Regions from separate parts of the Mus musculus genome. Here region 2 is linked to region 1. A link is a contact called in public targeted proximity ligation data. All regions are on one chromosome and are shown on one strand. The core of a region is the stretch at or near the end of the contact, and the rest is flanking DNA. Distances in the headings are between cores, read along the strand shown.

Region 1 (3,533 bases), core at 887-3,386:
ATGCGATGTCTAATACAGGGCACGTTAGTTAACTGCCCGCGACTTCATTTTCCCGACATACAAAATGGATGGTAACAACACGGCACGGCACGGCACAAGTGTGGGGCTTGAAGGTGTTCAGAAAGTGCTTGTCACCCTCCCAATGTTCTGCGAGGATGTGATTCTGACACCTTGCTTCACCAGTCTACTATCCTTGTGTCATCAGGTGGCCTTAGTCGGCTGCCCCTATGATGAAGATCCCCTCCCGCACACCCATATTGCCCTCATTTGCATTGCTATAGATGTATCACCCCTGTGGATTCCATCACCCGAGAAGGACCAGATGTTCACTAAGACCTTGAGATCACAATAACCCAGACCAGCCTTTCTCTCTGGTGGATGTCCTTACCCACTGTGGGGATGACTCTGAGTCACCTTGTGACTTGATCTGAGCCTCTTCCAGGTGTCCAGAGTTGTCCTGTCCAACCTCTTGTTCAGACCTTGCCCATTCCTTAGACTCTGCTTACAGATTAAAAGACCGTCTCTTCTTTCCGCTGACCAAAGTAAAAATCTTCACTGAAGTGCTCACTGTCTGCCCTGTTCCAGGTGCTCACTGATGAGACGAGAATGTCCCCCAACCCCTACACCAGTGGAGAGAATTTTCCTGCATCCTCTTCAGGGACCTTGGAATAACCAATGATTACTGTATAAGGGAGAGCATAAACATTGGTTCAAGTGCAAATGGAAAAAAACCATAGCCCAGGATGGAGGCAGTATTGGGTGTGGCCATTTACATCCTGAATATAATTTTAAAATGTATACATTCTAGAAGGAGGGAACATATGAGTGTGAATAGTTGTGAGGGTTATAAGTAGAAGGAGGGGTGGTCCAGACAAACTCTGTTTAGAGTCTGAGTGAGTGCAAGCGGCAGACATTATTTAGTAAGGGGAATCCATGGCCATATGGCTAGTATCCTCTGGACTTTCTGGCTAGATAGTGTCCATTTCCTGATAGAAGACAATTGTGCTCCCTTTATAGTCTGGTCTTGATCAAGATAAAGGAACGTGTGGAGAGGGTCTTGCTCTTGACTTTGGGTACAAATCTTTAAAGTCTTTTCATTTTCTCTAGACCAAATAGGTCAGCATGCTTTAAAAAAAAAAAAATCCTCCAGATTCAGGAGTTACCATTATCTTTCTCTGGGCCCCAGTACCCAACACCATGGGGTATGAGACAGCCTTAATCATAGTAAGATAATCTCAATCCCACTGGGGTCTGATTTACAGGCTGTCGGTAAGAGCAGGCATTGCTGCACATGAGTGTTGTCATCAGATGGGCTCCTAACCCACCAATCCTGGCCAATCAATGTCTCCCAAAGACTTAGGGTTCAGTGTTACCCAGAGTCACCTTGAGCCAGGGGAGCTTGGCACGATGAGAGGCCCAGGTGGTGATGTGGAATTCAGCATTCCCTGCTCCATCAATGACTATTTTAGCCATCCTACCATTTTGAAAGAATGTGAAAGTCCCTCTGGGAACCGACTCTATTTATAGCATCGTTTCTATGGGAAAGAGTTCCAAGTGACAATCAGTGGGAGATGGATGGTTGGAGGACAGCTGATAATTGTTTCTTCACATGCAGGGACTGCACTGAGGCTTAAAAAAAAAAAATCTAGTAAAAACAAGCAGAGCAAGGATCAACCAGATGCTGCTTCTTGCGTTCCTAGAGGAATTTCAAAAGTCGCCTTCTTAAGTAAACAAAACTTATTTTAATAATATCTATTGAGCTCTTGCTGTGTCGATGGCGACTGGCTGTATATGTGTTATCTCGTCTAGACTTCACAGCAACTCCCAGAGGCTAAGAAGCATAGAATCTGATCCCGTTTAACTCCACTCATTAATTTATATTATTTATTTATTTTTAGAGTCTCGTAGCCCGAGCTGACCTCTGAACTCATGAGCCTCCTTCTCGAGTGCTGAGACAGGTGTCAGCTGCTTTCAGTCTGGGCAAAGTAAAGAAGGCAGACGCTTCTCCTCCGCCCTGGTGGAAAATCAAACCGTGGAAATACCAATGGAGAGGAATTTTCATCACCTCTCCATCCCTCTGCTACCATGAGACCTTTATCACTATGGCAGAACACCCGAGAGAAGCAACTTTAAAATAGCAAAGGTTTATGTTGCCTCCTGGCGACAGAAGCTTCCGTCCCTAGCGGCTTGATTCTGCTTCCTTGAACTGGTAATATGGAGAACTGTGGGAACCCATGGTGCAGCAAGGGACTCATATTGCAGAGCCTGGCCAGCCTCGGCCATGGGTATAGAGATTCACTGTACTCACCTCAGAGAAATTAGAGAGGATGCAGGACTCCACAAACCACAGACTTTGAGACCTGGGTATGTGCCAGCCCTGTGCTTCCAGCAGGCATTCACAGAGCACAGTAGCAGTACCAACAATACCCTGACCTTCCCTCCCTCCGGTCAGTGCTGCCTTTAGAACCTTAGTGAACAGGGCTGTTTGTTTTGTTTTGTTTTGTTTTGTTTTGTTTTGTTTTGTTTTGTTTTGTTTTTTACCTTTGCTAATAGTTAACAGATATTGAGCACATAGCCTGTTGCAAGCGCTTTCCATTTTGTTTATTGTTGGTTGTTCTGGCTTTGTTGTGGTTGTGGTTAGAGGAGCTACGGGGAATTGAACACAAGGATAGCCTTGAACATGTGATCCCCCTCTCTTAGCCTTCTAAGCATCTGGGACCCCAGGCTGAGCCACCAGACCAGACTTCAGTACTTATTAACTAATACTGCCCTCTCAACAGCCCTGTGAGCTAAATGTCTTCATTACTGCCACCATTCCAGATGAAGAAACTAAAACAAAGCAAAGTCAGGTAGCTTAGTCAGAGTCACCCCACTAAAGAAACTTGCAGTGCTGGGATTTGAACTAAGGCAGTCTGGCTCAGAGCCCATACTCTCAGCACAGAGCTTGATGCCTTGGTTCAGAGCCCATCCCCTCAGCCACAGAGCTCTGATGCCTTTGATATGGTACATAAATAAAGAGGTCGATCATTAACTGAGTTTATAAGGATTTAATTCTTGCCACTGCTTAACTGGATGACTGCCGCTTAAGGCAAAAAGCCTTGGTAATGACGCATCTGTGGGTCTCCCTAAAGCTCCTGTGTTATTCACATAGTCACTCAATGCTCTCAGGAAGAAAAGACAACGTCTGCTATCTTTGACATCTCTGACTCTTTCCCAACGAGCTGGCATGTCTTTAGTGCCATGAGGCTGTAAAGGAGACATTTGATTGGCCTGCAGTCAGTAGGAGTTGCCAAGTTACAGAGAGTCCTCCAATATCACCTTTGATCTGAAGACTGCTCCTGCCATCGCTGCAAAGAGGCCCAGGTTTTTCCAGTGATTGCCATGGAAACCTAGAATTCTTGCTCCCTGTCTTATGCCATCTGTCTGAGTAAAGATACAACAAGGAAAATAACAACCTATAATTTCTTATAGGAAAGTCCCTCAGATTCATAGGAACAGAAATATATATATATATATATATATATATCCATCTG
Region 2 (3,720 bases), core at 1,047-3,546, 210 kb before region 1:
ATGAGTCTTTGGAGGCTAGCAGAAGTCAATGAGAAAAATTAACATAGGTGTTGATTTCCTATGCCTGTCTGCACTTGGCCCAATGTGAAAAGCATTTATTGTAAATTAATGGAGTTGTGAAAATTATGGCTTTGGGAAAGTAATTCAGTGATTCCCAAAGAGTGATTCCCTAAGGGCACTGATGTATTTCCCAGCGTCCTGGATAGAAACGTCAGAGACACGGAGTATGAACGTTCTAAAATTTCAGAAATAGTCTCATCAAAGTGCTTCATGTCCTGATCTAACGGAATCCGATCTTTTTCCAAACTGTTTCCAAGGGCTTCCAGTGAAGCCCTGCTTCCTGATCCTCCTGCCTCGGGCTGGGGTTATAAGCATGCAGAAACACACCTAGATTCTGTCAGCTCGACCTGCTGCCTTTCCTATAATCTGATAAGTTCCTAATTGGAATATGGATAAGATTAATATGTTAATGGTTCAAAAGAGAAGACAGAATGACGTCATTGGACGTGGCCCTGAGACATAAAGCAACCTGTGGAACACTCTTTGATCTGTGTTCATTGGTGTCTCAGATAAGGACCCCAAGGTTAAATAAGAGTTGGAATGCCAGAGTGAAGTTGAAGCAGGCTCTTTACCGCAGAGCCTCCAAGGTCTTCAATGCACGAACGTGCTCTATGGTCCTATAAGAATGGAATGGGGATGACGGCTTTCAACAGTTGCTTTATCCCAGGATCTCACTGGGGAAACACAGGTCTTGCTGAGTTTGGCGTATGCTTGGTGTAAAGATGGTGGTTGGTGCTGTCTCAGCAGCAAGGAGATACTGAAGAAGAAAGGCAACACAGGTGCTCCTGTTTCACACCAAGACTTCGGGGTGGTGCTAGTGACTCAGAGAAGGCAGAGAGGCATCCCTAGGTCAGAGAGCACCCCATTTCTCTTGACTCACCTTGTAAAGAAGCTGAGCTCAGCACAGGAGCATCCAGCCTGGAGACTAGGACTGGGTTCTTATCTCTGCCCACCTAGGACGGGGGATGAAGGACGTGCCAGCCTTGGTGCTTATGAAGCTGGCCTGCCTCCCTTTCCCTCCTTTCCCATTGCATTGAATCTTGGGAATTACTCTAGTCCCACACCTCCTGCGAAGCTTTCTCTGCTTTGTCCTCTGTCTCTCCACACACTGTAGATGGTTGGGTTCACAGCCGTGTGCCGAGCTCAGTCCCCACCCCCCCCTTTAATTCCCTCCCTTTTCACTCCTCTCTATATGAAGATTTTCCTGGTTTTGGATTTGAGGAGGATCAGAAAGAAAGGCTTCAGGCAAGGGGGCCAAGCACAGTAGGTGGCACCTCACCTTTGTTTCAGTTGGCTTCGTTCATTCATTCCTGGTGGACATTAAGTGCGTTTTAATCGCCTACCGAAAGTATTTTATCCAGAGTTCGGTAGCGTGGACAGATGCAGTGTGAGGGAAGCCGATTTCTAAGCAGATGTGTAGGAAGGACAAGCAGGAAAAGAATAAGAAAGTATGTGTTTGTTGCAGTTACAACAACAATGAAAACAAAACAAAACAAAACAAAACAAAACAAAACTCCCACCTGGAGAGATGCTACAAATGTAGATGCTGGGGTAGGTCCTGTGGACTAAAGGGGCCGACAGGGTATGATTCTGCACAACAAATGTTCCTGCTGAGTGTACACACACACACACACACACACACACACACACACACTCACACACACACTCACTGCCCAGCCTTCAGTTTCACCTCTGGCAGAGCCTAACAATTCTCAGCTCTCCTTTCCAGGGTTATTTTTGGCTAGGGCTGTTCTCTGATGGCAAAAGGTTTTAGCCCCCTCCCACCTCCCTCTCTGTCCTTACTAGGGAGAGAAACTTGCACTTGAGCTAAGCAGACTCAGGGTGTGGGGAGAGAGGGCTGTGGGCTAGGCCCCTGGCTAGCTCAGACTCCAGTGCCAGGCTGTCTTCTAGTGGAGAGTGGGCCTCTGGAGGAGCTGGAAGGCTGAGTCGGGGCACTGGACTCAAGAGTGTGGTGTGGCTGGGGACACAGGAGCTGGTCCTAGAGCTTGGCTTTGAGACACTCCCAAAGTCAGGCGAGCTGGGGAAAGGAATTGAGGACAGCTGGGCGATCCTCTGGAAAAGAGCTGGGCTGCAGAAAACTATCTGAAGGTGGAGGCAGACTCCACTCTGGGACGTTGAGGGGGACAATCCGAGAGTAGCGACGGGAGGGTGGAGAGGGGCGGGGAGGGCGCAAGGCGGAGCCGGGAGCAAGGCCAGACCGCGGGGGCCCGGGAGGGCGGCAGATCCCCGAGGCTCCCGCAGCCGCGGCAGGACCGGCCAGCGGCGCCATGGAGGGGAGCCCCATCCCAGTGCTGACGGTGCCCACGGCGCCCTATGAGGACCAGCGGCCGACCGGTGGCGGCGGGCTGCGACGGCCCACAGGGCTCTTCGAGGGCCAGCGCAACTACCTGCCCAACTTCATCCAGAGTGTGCTGTCGTCCATCGACCTGCGCGACCGTCAGGGTTGCACCATGGTGGTGGGCAGCGACGGCAGGTACTTCAGCAGGACGGCTACTGAGATCGTGGTGCAGATGGCTGCGGCCAATGGGGTGAGTGACTCTCACGCCCCGGTTTGCGGGGTCTCCACACCCTGGTCACCTCCCTGTGCTCTTTCCAGCTTCCCACCCGGGCGCACTGGCAGCCACTAGGCACAGTGGGACACTGGCCTTAGAGGAGCTGCTCTTCTCAAAGCCCCTGGGCTGGAAACTTAGGCTTCTCCGGCACCTGTTGTACTTTCTGCTGTATTCGTTCTGCATCCATTTTCCACTCCATCACAGCCTTGGGTGTCCCGTATTCCTCCAAGCGATTTATTGCCCACCTCCCTACACAGACTTTTTTCGAGTCTGCCAATATAATCTCACTCCGGTATTCTTTTATTCTATTTATTATTATTATTATTATTATTATTATTATTATTATTATTATTATTATTGCCGTAATCCTCTCTCTCCAAATCATAGCTGCCAAATTTTAACAATTATCTGCGTGGGCACACTCCAGTATTGAACCATGTGCTATTTGTCAAGACTGGGCCCCAACACTTCACTCTAGCCCAGTGGTCCTTTAGTGGTGACTTTGATTGGGACAGGAATGGTTTGGATGATTTTGGGGGCTTTGCAACCTTGGCTCTCAGTTCCCAGGAGGTCTCTAAAGGATGTAAGTGAGACTCGCAGCAGCATTCTTAACGCAATTCCTATCGCCCCTCCAAGATGCCTTCAGCATTGACCAGCCGGTCCTCTTCCTTCCCATCTGCATCCTCATTCTCTCTCCCTTCTAAGACCTCTGCAGTTTTTTTCTGCAACCTTGATTCTTAGACTTTGAGTTTCTTTCTGTCTGCTCCCTCTTCCCTACCCTACAGACAGAAGCACCCCCTTAAATGGTAAATCCATCCTGCTCTCCCCACCCCTGCTTAGCCCCAAATCTAGTTACCCAAACTTGTGACTAGCAAACTTTAGGGGGGGGTGGGTCTCTGAATTATCTGTAGGAAGTTTCCAAAAGTCATTTGAGCCTGGTGAACGCGATCAGATCCACACCCATGAAACTTTACCTGAGTGCAATCTCTTGCCGATGTCCATCTTTAAAAGTGAAAGCAGATAATTACCTGTCCTGTGGATTCTGGCCATTCCACCCCTCTCTCTCTGTTTTCATTTCTCCTTAGTG

What was found.
Region 2: a contact with region 1 is called in a targeted proximity ligation map of heart atrium, with 10 times the contacts expected there. A contact is called at or near these places in 14 of 39 promoter capture datasets (the 3T3-L1 cell line, the HPC-7 cell line, cranial neural crest and 10 more), 6 of 484 Hi-C or Micro-C datasets (the G1E-ER4 cell line, the HL-1 cell line, bone marrow-derived macrophages and 3 more), 14 of 130 datasets of targeted methods (bone marrow-derived macrophages, embryonic basal ganglia, embryonic forebrain and 8 more) and 4 of 9 other capture datasets (adipose tissue, liver, macrophages and 1 more).

Annotation. Positions count from the first base shown.
Region 1 is chr19:24,652,259-24,655,791 of GRCm38.p6, reverse strand. No RefSeq gene overlaps it. Among named protein-coding and RNA genes, the nearest start is that of Tmem252, 20 kb to the left of the region's middle.
Region 2 is chr19:24,860,418-24,864,137 of GRCm38.p6, reverse strand. Pgm5 (phosphoglucomutase 5) reads left to right here and starts at 2,296. Exons shown (of 11, transcript NM_175013.2): 1 at 2,296-2,609. The coding sequence starts at 2,349.